2 separate regions of the Ovis aries genome follow, and region 1 is linked to region 2. Evidence: chromatin contacts called from public Hi-C data. All regions are on one chromosome and are shown on one strand. The core of a region is the stretch at or near the end of the contact, and the rest is flanking DNA. Distances in the headings are between cores, read along the strand shown.

Region 1 (7,558 bases), core at 3,612-6,111, 38 kb before region 2:
TTCTCTCCACTGGTGCAATCTACTCCCTATTTTTTCCCCAGCTTTACTGGGATATAATTTGACAAGCAAAACCGTCTGGATGTGAAGTACACAACGCGATGATTCGATCTGTACATGTGTGCAATGTGAAACGATTACCACGACCAAGCTCACGTCACCTCACAGCAGTCTTCCCTTCTGGGTGTGGTAAAAATGCTTAGGCTTTACTCTCACAACACATTTCAGGTATACGACACTGTACAGTGGTATTAACTAGCAATTCTCAGACTTCATCTTATAACTGAAAGCTTTTGCCTTCTGACCAACACCTTTAGCTTAAGTGGCGACCTCCTCACTTCCACTTCACCTACTCCGTTTTATAATCACCCACACTGAGGATCACTTGAGCTTTTAAACGTGTAAGGGTAAGGCATCAGCAGATCTGAGAGCTTTAAACACACTGAATGCCTTCACTGACTAGCAAACTCTGGGAGAAAGTGAAGGACAGAGAAACCTGGCGTGCTGCACTCCCCGGGGTCGCAAAGAGTCAGACACGACTTAGTCACTGAACAGAAGCTTATGTTTTAAGAAAAGGGTGTGATGGATGGAGCATGGGAAGAAGAGAGTCATTACTGCTGCGCATGTCATTATTAGGAAACACTGCCCCAACATTATTAGGAAAATAAGGACAAATTTATAGGGCCAGGCCTGGCTGGGGCCCTGTTGGGGCACCTCCCCTTTGGTCTATACTCCTGCCAGGTTGCTGGATTCCTGGATTCTAGGTTGTTGGATTCCCAGGCCTCCCTGACACAACCTGGAGTCACCCTCTGAACCAGTGGTCTCACGTGCCTGAAATTTCCCCTGGCTCTCCCTGGCCTATGGAGAAAGTGCCAGCTGTCATCATGGCAGGAAGCTCTCTGCTGTTCCAAGCTAACTTCAGGCCTTTGCCCGCATTGGCCCTGTATTCAAGTTCCAACAAAAGCACCAGGCTCTGCTGTCCTGTGTGTCACTGAACACCTTACCCTCTACCCAGAATGTCTTTCCCACTCCACTTGTTCTTATCCACTTAACAAACACCAACTTGTCCTTCAAAACTCAGCTCACAGTACTCCTGATCCAACCCTCCTCAGTGTCTTTCCTTATGGATTTCCCAAACTGAGACAAATTTCAGTCGCCAAGCATTCAGTGTTGTCTACCATGCAGCAGAATTAAGAAGAAAGTAAATATATCAAGTATTTCTTATGGCTTTTATCAAAAGCATAAAGACAAAAGGCACATCACACTCACTTAGCATCTGTGACCTCTTTTGTCACTGTAAGCATTAGAGTATGATCCCAGCAATGCAGCCCATGGAATTCGTGAGTACAGCAATCACAATTTTGACGATTTGTGAATTGAAAAGTTCCAAAACACAGTTGTCTGTAATTTCATTGAAGCTGGCATTTGAGAAAACAGTGAGTTGGATAAACTCTACACCCAGCCAACAGAGCCAACAGTCTAATGTCTACAGGTCAACACAGCTGTGCCGCTCTCCATTTCCTATTCCATACTCAGTGTATCTCAAGACAGGGAAAGAGCATTTGTGACCAGGGAACCCCCCACCCAAATAAAAACAAGAAGGCCAATTGCTGGTTCCAGCAGAGGCCGGGGAGCAGAGTGGACCATGGAAAGCAGAGGTATAGATCGAAAAAAACGTGAGATAAAGAAGGAATAAAACGTCGGCTTTGCAAGTGGCTCCAATCTGTGGCATGACTTCTACATGCATTCGCCACAGGAATAAGAAAAAAATGATTTATGATGCCATTTTATCTTATTAGGCTATATTAGAAAAATAAAATGCGAGGTCAATATTTGTCATAAAGGTCCTGAGACGTTTTTCATGAACACGGAGGGTTTATTTTATATCAAAATATTTACAGCTGCTGCCAACTTTAAAAGAACTGTTTCGACTCAAAAAATAAATTGCAGAATTAATGTATTTTGATATGACTGTCAAATGGAAACCTCACTTTAAACTGCAGGTTTTACTGCCTCATCCTCAGTGAGACCATGTGCTAGAATTTTTCAAACGCTATAACCATGGATATCCATCCATCCTAAATTCATGAATAGGAACCTATTTCAGTAATTTTACATAAAATAATCTCAAGAAGGCATGTCCTTCACAGAAGATACATAGTAGCAATTTTAAGACTGTTAGCCCAGGATATTCTAACAGATGTGTAACACAGTTCAGTTCAGTTGCTCAGTCATATCGGACTCTTTGCGACCCCATGAATCGCAGCACGCCAGGCCTCCCTGTCCATCACCATCTCCCAGAGTTCACTCAGACTCACGTCCATTGAGTCAGTGATGCCATCCAGCCATCTCATCCTCTGTCGTCCCCTTCTCCTCCTGCCCCCAATCCCTCCCAGCATCAGAGTCTTTTCCAATGAGTCAACTCATTGCATGAGGTGGCCAAAGTACTGGAGTTTCAGCTTTAACATCATTCCTTCCAAAGAAATCCCAGGATTAGATCTCCTTGCAGTCCAAGGGACTCTCAAGAGTCTTCTCCAACACCACAGTTCAAAAGCATCAATTCTTCGGCACTCAGCCTTCTTCACACAAGTCATCACTAAATCATCAGAGAATGTCAAGGTGAAATAACCTAGTCAGCACCTCCTGTACTTCGTGGATCAAGCAGGAGGCAATGGCTGTGTTCACTGAAAAGTAACATAACAACATAGTTTCTTTCAAAATTGCAGGAGAGGAAATGAGGCCCACTTGACTGTCAGCCGCGGTAACACAGGTTTACTGAGTAGGTATGCCTCCTGGCCTTGGCCTGCCCTGGTCACTTGCCACGGCATTCAAGTAGTGAGGGTGTGTCTTCCCTGGGCACTGCTGCCTATTTGATGCCTACCCACTGACTGGGGGGAAAAAAGCCCTCAATAGTTGTTGAATGAGTGAATCACATTTCATTTTAACAACTCTATGAGTACAAAAGATTGGACCCTGACATTCAAGAACTTATCATACAGGATTGTTAAAGTCGATAACAAAAGGGGAACAAAAAGCTTTTGACTCAAAATCTCTTGGCAATGGAAAGCATTGAAGTTTTAAAGTAAATAATAACAAAGTATTTCCCAGTGACCAGAAGTAATGCAATATTTCATCAGAATGCCTTAAAATGCTTCTTACAAGAGTTGATATAAGTTATTCTGCTTAGAAATCTGTCTTAGTAGGAATACTGGCCTTAATCATAACAGAATTGTGACGGCAAGGTAGCATTTACCTAACACATACTAGCTGTGGGCACTATGAGCTGGATATTATTCCCTTTTACAGGTAAGAAATCAGACACAGAAAGTGCTCAAGTTCATACAACCAGTAGATCAAAAAGGGAATCTGTTCTCCTTCCCTTCGCTATAAAATATGCTTTAAATGTTGGAAATCCAGGAAACCAAAAATGGTTGTTGTTTAGTCGTTAAGTCTTGTCTGACTCTTTGGCGACCCCTATAGACTGGAGCCCGCTAGACTCTAAAAACAGGAGTCACCTGTACTTTCAACACAAACACACAGCATTTGGTGTATAGTCTTCCTGGCATTTTCCTACATAACAGGTAGAAAACTGAAGCTCTAACTCGCTTGCTTGAGCTCTCTCTCTGCCTCTTTCTCCAAGACCTAAAAAAAACACTCCTAGATCAAGTTACACATACTGCTTTGCAATTTGCTTTTTCAGTTTACAAACTCAGAATATCTTTCTACATCAATAAATACTTCCCTACCTCAGTGTCAATGAAGAAAGGGTTTTCCATTACATGTGTATGCCACAATTTATGTAATCAATATCCCTATTATTGAGCATTTGTTTCTAGTTTATAACTATCATAAATGAAGCTGCAAAAATCATTTTTGCAAATTAGAGGTTGGGTTTTTTGGTGTACTTTTCATGGAGGTCACCAGAACTTGGAGATGAGGTTTTTCCTAATTTGGGAGAGGACTCCCCCGCCCAATTCTGAGATACCCCACTACGTGGGCTTCCCATCAAGGGAAGAATCACTGTGCCAGGAGAAAGCGACTGACAGGAACATGGGGCCCACATGCCTATGTAGGCGAGAACCACTGCTATAGATTGGTCTCCATACACAGGCTTTATTTTTTTTTCCTCTTAGTTTAAATTCCTAGTGGTGGAAATGCCTGACTAAGGGACATGGCACATTTTTGAGGCTTTCGATGAGTAATGCAAAATTACCCTCCTGGAAAGTTGTAACAATTGAATATACCCACCAGCAGCATTCGAAAGTGACAATCCCCCAAACCTAATAGTTAGCAAGGTTTGTTTCTGAACAGTCAAATCCCTATATGGCTCTAAGTTTTAAAACAGTGAAACTATTGATAAAACATATCGAGAAAAATAGCAAACAATGTGGACAATAAATGTTGGATTTTACATTACACATGTTTTCAAATACAAAATATAAAACTCTGACAGCAGATCCCAGCAGAATGAACAGAATCAATGTTAAAAAAAAAAAAAAAATCTAGTGACACTGGGCTCTGAAAAATGCCAAGCTAGTAAGACTCCACATCTTTGTTTGCCCACCTGGTTAATATCAGGCTTCACTGTTGGGCTCTAATAGTAACATGCTCTATTGTTTACAAAAAAAGAAATTCACAATTATTGTATATTCTCTCAAATTTTGTAAGTACCATCTTATAGTTAAGGTGCAATCTTAAGTTCTCAAAACTCTTGTATATTCACTTAGTCAATAAATACCTGAATGTCTACTGTGGGCTGGGCACTGTTCTATGGAGACACAGCAGCGAACCCCACGGATCCCCTGCTGTTCCAGAGTGGAGCGCAGAGCCCTGCAGTTAGGAATTAGCAAATCATAGTCACAATGCCAGTCTGGAACTACTGGATTCTTAGGCAAATGAAAACACCTCTGGGGCTTGGTTTCTTTAGCAGTAAACTTACAGTTGACCAGAAGATCCAAGGCCCTTTCTGGCTCTTAAATTCTATACCTTCTTTGGTTTTGTTTGAATGCTTAAGCTCCTATTGCTGTCAGTACTTTGGATTTTAAGCCATATATAGGACTACATATAGTCCTTCCTTAGAAATCAGAATCAGGCCGTCAGTCCCTTCCTCCCAAATTTTACATATAGAGTAAAACTCTGGCGATCCAGGTAACTTCAAGGGATAATACAGGATCAGGTTTCACTCAGATGAAGATTTATGCTCCCAATTTAACTGTTTCTCTGAAAAGGATCTGAAAATGTGCTTGTGTCCTTCGCTTTTGCACTGCACTATAAATACCACAGCATGAAACGTGAAACAGGAGCCAGAGGTGTGGCGGCTGGTCTCCAAGCCTGTGGCTGGGAAGGCTGGCACCCAGCTTTAAGGTGGCGTGCTGGCAGCTGCAGCACTGGGGTTGTGGTGGTGGAGTCTCATCTCGCTCCAGCTTACTCTCACCCCCAAGTCACAGGCACGTTCCGTCTACAGAATGTCTACAGCTCACTGCCCCACCAGCATTTCTAACAGGAGAAATGGGGGCATGCCGTCCGCCACCACTTGTTACTTTCCACCACATGTTCCCACCACCACCATTTCAACTGTCCTCCAATCCAGGGTCTCCTTGGAGAAGCCTGCTTCTGCGAGCTGTGAGAGGAAGGCAAGGGGCCTCAGTATCCCAAGTCACCCTTAGAGAAGAACCACACACTTTCTACAAGCATTAGCACCTTTCTGGGGTCTTTCAGGATACTACCACTTAATAATACAGGTGCAGATTCTCAGCTTTGGGTGCGTGATTCCAAGTCTTCCTCTGTACCTGCCCTACAAACCAGAAGAATGTGCAGAGGCAAGGTTTTCTCACATTTCTGCAAAAGTATGGGAAAAACTCACCTACTAAAAGGTTTTCTTCAACTTCCAACATAAAAGCATAAGACAGTAACTGATACATACAACCTCTGCCCACAGAAGCAAACAGGAGCAGCCAGGACAGGTAAGCATGTATGTGTTGTCAATTGTAGAGAGTGTAAAGTCAGCCTGAAGTCCTGCCATCTCTACAGTTCACAAAGGAAATGTAAAGGTAGCAGCACCTGCACTTTGACTCAAGCACCTAGGCCGGTACATGTTCCAGTGACCTACAAAACAGATGCTTACGGGCGTCTGCTAGTTTGCTTGAAGGGTTTTTGCTGCAAGGAGACTGACAAAAGACAGAAGGAACTTGATTTAAGATTTCAAAGTCACGGAATCCATCCTTCACATAGCATGTGCACAGAGCTTATGCAAGAATGCTGGAAGATATAATTATCTTACATGGGAGCAGCTTATTGGGTTCAGGTATCAACCAATTCAAACAGGAAATAAAAATATCAAATCCCCTCAGTCTGCAAGATCACAGCTCCTGATGTTGGACAGGACCTCAAAAGTCACAGTTAAGAAAAAGACAACAGATTCTAATTAGGCATCTACAACAATTGCTTGGCACAACACTCAATTCCCAAGATTTCAATTAATCTAAAGGAACATATATTTAGAATGACACACAGATTAGAAGTTGGGAAGAGGAAATACCACAGTTCCTGATACTCCCTAAAATAGAACAGGCACACATTCTTCCTGTGAGAATAAAAGTACCTGCAGAAAGTACATATATTTTATGGGCTCATTAGTCTGTAATCTGCCCCCAAAGAATTCAAACATTCACTATACTAAAAAAGGCCTCTCTGAAATTTTTACACTTAAGCAAAGGGCTAATACACTGAAATCAAAGATGGAACTTCTGACTGAATTACTCAGAAATCACTATAATGTCCTGGAAAATACACACATTTTTAAGGCTTCATAGTTTAATTTCAGGAACAGAAACAAAATGCAACTCACGTAAAGCAACAATCTGAGAAGATGCTTTAACAGTGGCATGGATCTGGTAATGTCAAGGGCCAGAGCCAAGATGGGGAAGACTCAGCTTAAATACTCCCAAATCTAAGTATTTTGAGAAAAACCAGACAAGATTATTTCTTAAACTCTCTAATTATTAGTTAATTCTCTCAATATTCACAGCACATTATGACCCAGGCTAAGCAATGAAGAAGCAGCAGGTCCACAACTGCTCTCCTGGAGCGTCCAGCAGGTGGAGGAACCCCGCCATCCAAGGTCTGTCTCCCACGCCATTGAACCTTCCTTGCCATTTGCAAATGCCCAGGACACCCATCGCAGTGCCTGCTCTCTCCCACTTTTCGATAAGAAACTCCAGCCACACTGGCGGCCGTCTGTTCCTCTGGTGTGCGAGGCTCGGTCCCACTGCCTGGCCTTTGCACAAGCCATGCCCTCTGCCTGAACCACCACTCCTCCAGATCTGCAAGAACACACTCAACTCTCGGTTTAAACTTCACCTCAGAGAGGCTTCCAGAGCTGCTCGGTCTAAAACAGTGGCCCCACCTGCCCCTCTTTATCCCAGCAACCCTCTTTTATCACTCTGCCAGCATGTCTCACTCAGACCTTACTGTCTTTATTGCTTCTCTGCTTTTTATCCATCTCCCTCACTAACAGGTGGACTCATTAGAATGGGGTCTCTATCCTGCGCATTACTACATT
Region 2 (7,207 bases), core at 2,625-5,124:
CGTTTCCTAACCCAGGGGATCTTCCCTACTCAGGGATCAAACCTGCATCTCCTGCATTGGCAGGCAGATTCTTTACCACTGTTCCACTGGGAAGCATAAGGATCCTTCTAGTCACTAACTGGGGCTGTTTGAGGATTACTTTGGTAAATATATATGAAATGTCTAGCACATTATAAATGCACATTGCATGTTAGTTACTAGTATCATAACAACATCTTGGCTCATTTCACTGGTTCTAGTATTTTTCTGTTCTCATTAGAATCACCTTCCTAAGAGATAAATCTTATCATGTCACTCCTTACCTTCTGCTGACTTTCTACCATTTAAAGGATAAAGTTAACTTTCCTAGCAGGACATGTAAGACCCTTGAAAAATCTCTTCCTAACTGCCCTTTTGGGTTATTTCTGGCCACATGAGGCTTTAAATGCCGGGTCTGCACTAAACTTCTCACCATTTCTCACTCCATATCCACTGATACTTCTGCATCTTTGCATGCACTGCTTCCATGCTTGTCAGCTTTCCTAAGTTGTGCTGCTTTAATGACCATCCACAGGTCTCAATGGTTTTCAACAACATAAATTTCCTTCTTACTTAAATTATAGGCTGTCTGCAGGGCAGCTTCAACTCTACTCCAGAAGTCTCCTTTACTCCGAGATCTACACTGAATAAGCAGTCCCTTTCTGAAAATGGCTCTTCATGTGGCAGAGGGGAAGAGTGGCCTTGGAATGTTATGACAGATCTTAAAGGTTTTGTTCAGAAATGGCACAAAACACTTCTATGCAGATTTTATTGGCCAAAGTAAGTAACTTGGCTAAGCATGACCTTAATTAGGGTGGGGAGATACAACCTCTCCTGTCCCTACATATCTCTCCCTATATTAGGAAGAAGAAACTAACAAAGAAGCAATAATACAGTCTCCCATCATTCCCTATATTTGAAACACCCTCACATGTCCTTGCTTTCCCCATTTTTCAAAATCTTCTAAGCCTTGTTATCACTTCCCTTATGGAATTTTTCTGTTGGCACCAGACAGTTAGCTCATTTGTCATCATTCTCTCAGGACTCCAGCCCCATTTTTAATAAAGTGCTTGTCAAGCTGTTATTAAAAGGATGTGTTTACATCCCCTTTTCTCTCATGGGCAAAGGCTACAACTTCTTGATTTCTCTATCCCTGGCTCTAAGCATCCTAGGACTCAGAACATGTCAACAGAATGAATGAATGAGGCAGTTTGTTGCTTGGCCATTTATAGGCAAGGTTGGTTAAGCTTTTCTGCTAATATGCAGTTGGAGGTGGCCAAGTAACTAAGTAACTCCTTTATGCAGGCAGAAAGGAGACTTAAAGACCAGTGAAAAACACATGTGCTTTTTTTCCTCCATGCCCACCAAATATTATGTCATTTTCTTATTTTGCCCTTTCCATGGTTATGTACCAAGACAAAATGCTTTGGAAATATACTATCTGTGCATGTAGCCTTGGGAATTTATACACATGCAATATTCAAACAAAAGCAGATTGTGCCTATATAGTTTGCTAAACTTTGTTTCAAATCCAGTTATCTACTGAAAAGACTGTGCCAATAAAACTGTCTTGATGAACTATCAATAAGTCTTATCTTCGGCAGCTTTTTGGGAAGATACTAAATCAAACTGACAAAGTATTCAGTTTTACTTCCTAAGTATTGCAGACTCATTCTCTGTCATCTCTCTCCTCTGGCACCGTCTCAGTTCAGGTTCTTATCACTCCTTGCACACATGTGTGCTAAGTTGCTTCAGTCACATCTGACTCTTTGCAACCCTATGGACTATAGGCCATCAGGCTCCTCTGTCTATGGGATTCTCCAAGCAAGCATACTGGAGTGGGTTACCACTTCCCCTTTCAGGGGATCTTCCCAGCCCAGGGATTGAGCTGGCATCTCGAATGTCTCTTGTATCGACAGGCAGGCTCTTTACCACTGAGCCACCTGGGAAGCCCTCGTCACTCCTTACCTGCACTTTTACTACAAACTCCTTCTTGGTTTCTCTCTGCCCACAATACCCTCCTCTAATCAAGCATGACTTAATGATGAAGGAAGCATTTTCCTTAGGCATCACCTTCCTTCTACACTCTTTCCAATGCCCTCTCTTTCAGTTCAGTTCAGTTCAGTTGCTCAGTCATGTCCAACTCTTTGTGATGCCATGAACCACAGCATGCCAGGCCTCCCTGTCCATCACCAGCTCCCAGAGTTTACCCAAACTCATGTCCATTGAGTCAGTGATGCCATCCAACCATCTCATCCTCTGTCGTCCCCTTCTCCTGCCCTCAATCTTTCCCAGCATCAGGGTCTTTTCAAATGAGTCAGCCCTTCACATCAGGTGGCCAAAATATTGGAGTTTCAGCTTCAACATCAGCCCTCTGTTTACATGTCCTCCAATAGGGTTAAGTCTTCTCCCTGTATATCTTTTTATCATCATGATTTATCACATCACATTGTAATTGTTTGTTTATATGTCTGTTTCCTCTTAATGGAATGAGAGTTTTCTGAGAGTAAGTATTGTGGTGTAAGATTCATCTCTTAATCAGAACAAAGTGCCTTTGAACACACATAATGTGCTCAATTAATGTTTGGTACATTGAGGTCCCATTGAACTGAAGGCAAAAATTACAGGTTACACATTTTGTGCTAAATAATACAGTACAATTGAAAGGAGATTTTGATCCGGGCTTTTAATGTGTGATTTTCATGATTCATGAAGAATGCAGTGTTTATGTTTTAATTTATATGAATTTTAACTTTTATATATAAGCTCTTTGCAAAACTTTTTGGAAATGAACTAATTCTCATGAGAATTTTAGTAGACTAAGAAAAAAGTCTATAAAAATTACCCTTCATAAAACCTTGTATGGCTAAAGAAAATTTAGAAGATACAATGCCTCTTTATTATCCTTGCCACTGAAAACAAAAAATGAAATTTTTACTGAGATATAAAAACTAAAGAAAGAAAGAGAATTTAAGTTATGTGTGCCTTAGAAAAACAGTATGACATGCTAATTTGGCCAGATCTCTTGAAAGAAAAGAAGCCAAGTGCAAATTACGTTTATCTAATTTAGCTCGAGAATGAAATTTTCAGTTTTGGTACCTCTAACACATGTTATGTAAGAGATCATGAGTATAAGAGGGAGAGAAAAAGGGCAAAAGAAGTTGTAATTAAAGTAAATCTTCCCAGAACCCTGGATTGCACCAGGAACGTGGCCAGAATAAGCAAGGCTACTGACTTCTGCCAGGGTCATGTTTAGAGGTTACTTTATCATAGCCCTTGCTCAAAAAACATAATTTGAGCAAAGAAGGGTTCCCAATGTTCAGCGATCTCCATGTGCTTCCCATTAGGGTCGGAAGAAGAAATGCTGTGGTGTCTTCCCCAAAGGGAATGGAATGGAAGTGTTCAGATCTCTTTCCGACTTGGCAAGAGATGCCAGTCTGGACACCAGGAAGGCCCAGCTATTTCTAGAGTACAGGGGCACACAGCCATAGCGACACCTAGGAACCACTGCAAATGGTTACTTACTTACTCCTTTTCCAGACAACAAAGCATCTAGTTCAACTCAGAATTGCTATCTACCTGAATCTAAACAACATCATGATTTTTGAAGTCTAAGTTAAGAGCAAAATATTATTAGTGATTTCCTTTGCTAGCTAAGCTCAGATTTGGAAGCTCCCTGAAATGGCCTGTCAAATCTTCACTCATTCACCCACTCCCTACCAAGAGAGAAGGACAGATCACATAGGCCAATTAAAACCTTTTCTTACCTCCCATCAGCAACCAGGATAGTGTGAGGCCAAACCAAGGGAAGCATTATGGTCAGTTGCTTATCCAATATCCACTTCCCTCTTTTTCCACACTTAACACTTGTCCAGCTAACTATTCTCTTTTCCAGCCAATAAAACACAAGGAGATGTTTGCCTGGGAGTTCTGATAAAGCCTTTGCCTTCCTGTTAGAAGGAGACAGAGATAACATTCTCTTCCTGCTTTCATAGCACATACGATGTCAACTACAGCAAACATCTTGGAACATCTTGAAACATGAGGCTCTAAGGATAACAGAGTAGAAAGATACAATGACCTGGGTACCTCATGGCATTGTGAACTATAAACAACTCCAGTAATCACTTAACTCTGGATTTTTGTAATGAGTGAATCCCCTATTCATTGAAGCTACTATGGCTTGGGTTTTCTATTATTTGCAGTCTAAGATATCTTTAACTTTATATACCAAGTCTATTAACAGAGCTCAGTTAAGGATTCTCAGAGGAAAGCCAGTCTCAGGCTATTAGCAGTAGAGAGATAACAGTTTAGAAGAGGTAGAAGCTAGTCAGATTTTACTCTCCACTTCTAAATGTCCCTTCATTTCCCCTGCAACATCCTCATGAAATTTTGGACCAGTCATCTTGCTTGTGCTTAGTTGCTCAGTGGTGTCTAACTCTTTGCAACACTATGGACTGAGGCCCATCAGGCTCCTCTGTCCATGGTTTTTTTACAGGAAATAATTCTGGAGTAGGTTACCCTTGCCTCCTTCAGGAAATCTTCCTGACCCAGGGAGGGAACCCACATCTCCTGCATCTCCTGCATGGGCAGGTGGATTCTTTACTACTGAGCCACCTGGGAAGCCCCAGACCAGTCATAGAAGATGGAATTAAAAGTTCCCATTTTAAAATATCAGTCCTGGTATATGATGTACCAATATTATGACTTCATTGCTTTGAATCATAAAGTTTCTTCTAGTACTAAGAATCATTAGCATCTATCCTGCCTTTTTAGATTTCAGCAGAGTTTGTTACTTTAGAGGCTTAGTTGATTGAAAATAATAGAAGTCTTACACTTATTTATAATTTTAAATGAAAGAAGGTATGGCTTTATCCCATCAAATTTTACATAATTACATCTCTTTTAGGAAAACTCTCTCTTTAAATTCCAGTGGGAGGTTCAGTTTTACCCTTTTATTACTCAAGTGTAAGATTCAGGTATAAGACTTTCATGTGGATTCTATAATTATCTTTTGCAAATTATGTTTTTATATGATATTCATTGCCATCATTTTCCAAGTGCTAACATGTAGGTTTCTATAGGCATAGATCATATTTCTGTATTTTTTTAATATAAAAACACTGGTAACATCTGGTTGATGGCCTGGGTTATGGATGTGTGCACCTGGAGTACAGCCAGGCCCATGCAAACATACAATTACACTCGATCCATCACATCAAAGCCATTTTCTATCCTGGCTCTAATTTTGGTTTGGCACGTTGTTTCATCTTGTTCTGCTCCAAAAGTCTGCAATAGTATTGAAAAGAATGGATAGAAATGGGCAACTTGCTAATCTACTCTTAACTTTCCCAATTGGAGAGGTGCCCACTGAAGAATTTAGAAATGAAACGAATTCATCACTTAAAAATTTCTATTAATGATAATAGCCACCATTGGCTGAGATATTTACCAGGTGCTGAGAGGTTCTGAACTCTGTGCAGACATCTGGCCCTCACACGTCTGGGAGGAGATCTCAGTCTACCAATACAAAGTCCTTCACGCATCCAGTCAGTGCATGTTAAAAGCAGCCTCTGGGCTGGACTCTGGGACCGCAGTAGAGAAAAAGGCAAACCTGCTGCTCCCCACTCCATGCTGGGCCCCACTTTCTGCATATACACAGATGTCTCATGCAGTCTAACAGAGGGCTGGGGGAAGAGATATCCCAGTGCAACAAGAGGGAAGAAAGAGAGAAACTAGGAGCATAATGACAAACCCTAACTTAGAGGGGGACAGGAGGTAAAATCTTACTGAGAAAATGATGTTTAAACCTAGACATTCAGGGTTACTCACTTAACTGGAGAAGAGGTACTGGCACTGGGGATGAACTATTTCCAGGCAGATGAGACAAGATGTGGTTGGATAACATGGGTTCAAGAAAGGGCCAGGAGCACTTTTGGGGGACTGAAAAGGGGCACTGCTGGGGGATCTAAGGGAATCAGGGACAGATGTGAGGGGGACACTGCTTTGTGCGAACATGCTTGGGACTTATCCTAAAGGCAAAGTGAAGCCATGTAGAGTGGTAATTGTCACAGTTTTGTGTGAGTGTGAATGTGTGTAGAGGGGGGAGTAAAGACCGTGCGGTGAGTAGGGAGAAGAATAATCAGATTTAAATGCAGATTCAGAGAAATTCCCACCTTTGTCCAAAGTCACTCCAAAGCTAGAACCTGATCTCAGTGTGCTTGATTCCCACCCTTTGCTCTTTACCCATCATTCTCTACCATCTTCTAATTTCACCAGCTCTCTGCCAGTCAGGGTGCGTGCATGCTCAGTTGCTCAGTCTTGTTCAACTCTTTGTGACCCCATGGACTGTAGCCCGCCAGGCTCTACTGTCCATGGGATTCTCCAGGCAAGAATACTGAAGTGGGTAGCCATTCCCTTTTCCAGAGAATCGTCCCCACCCAGGGATGGAACCCTTGTATTGTAGGCAGATTCTTTACCATTTGAGCCACTAGGAAAGCCAAAGCATGATATGAGACTCTCCAATTAGTCCCCTTGGCTTTAAGTATTTTTAACCAAACTTATTGTTATAAAGCCCCATAAAAGTCATTACTTCATAGAAAAAAAAAGGATTTTCAATTCTCGCTAAATCCCAAAACACATTTTCAACTTTCAATTTCTTTTTCTTTTAGGTTAGAAGTTGTATCCACTTAGAATTGTTAGTAGGACATATGATTTTGCTCAGACAAATAAGGAATAAAATATAAAGTTCAGAGGTAATATTTGCTTAGTTCTTTGAGTACCTTTTTAAAAAGGCCTTAGATCCCTGAGGATTAATCAAGCACCTCTCAGATTTTGTCTTTCAAAGCTCAAGAAAGGAATAGCTTCTAATAGGATAAAAGGTATATTAAGACCTGAACTGGGGAACTTGCCTGAATGTTTTTCTTTAGAACTAGGTTTGCTTTGGCAAATTTTATAAAATGCTTCAAGCTTTTCACTTTGTTTTCCAGATTATTTACCCAGTCTAAACCATCTGTCTATAGGTTAGCAACGTTTTTATATACTCTATTTATCAGAATTAAATGGATCAGATTATGCACATATTTCTTAGTATTAATTTAAATTGAGGAGATCTATGATATGACTGTAATTTATCACAATTATGTTCTTTAGAATACTGCCTTCTTAAAGTGTTGAGCTAACCCCTCCC

Evidence for each region. A called contact is a pair of places that touch in the nucleus more often than the background predicts.
Region 1: a Hi-C map of mixed tissues shows a contact between it and region 2, with 2.2 times the contacts expected there. The contact joins the enhancer-like site here to the promoter of LIFR in region 2. A contact is called at or near these places in 2 of 16 Hi-C or Micro-C datasets (liver and mixed tissues).

What each region holds. Positions count from the first base shown.
Region 1 is chr16:36,034,159-36,041,716 of ARS-UI_Ramb_v3.0, reverse strand. The region is part of intron 1 of LIFR (LIF receptor subunit alpha); the gene reads right to left. Among named protein-coding and RNA genes, the nearest start is that of LIFR, 39 kb to the right of the region's middle. Within about 2 kb of position 4,861, at least 3 of the 54 cell types and tissues checked have an H3K27ac peak or open chromatin away from gene starts, as enhancers often do.
Region 2 is chr16:35,995,531-36,002,737 of ARS-UI_Ramb_v3.0, reverse strand. LIFR (LIF receptor subunit alpha) reads right to left here and starts at 3,874. Exons shown (of 20, transcript XM_060400479.1): 1 at 3,786-3,874. The coding sequence starts at 3,832. The region is part of intron 2 of LOC132657959 (a long non-coding RNA gene); the gene reads left to right.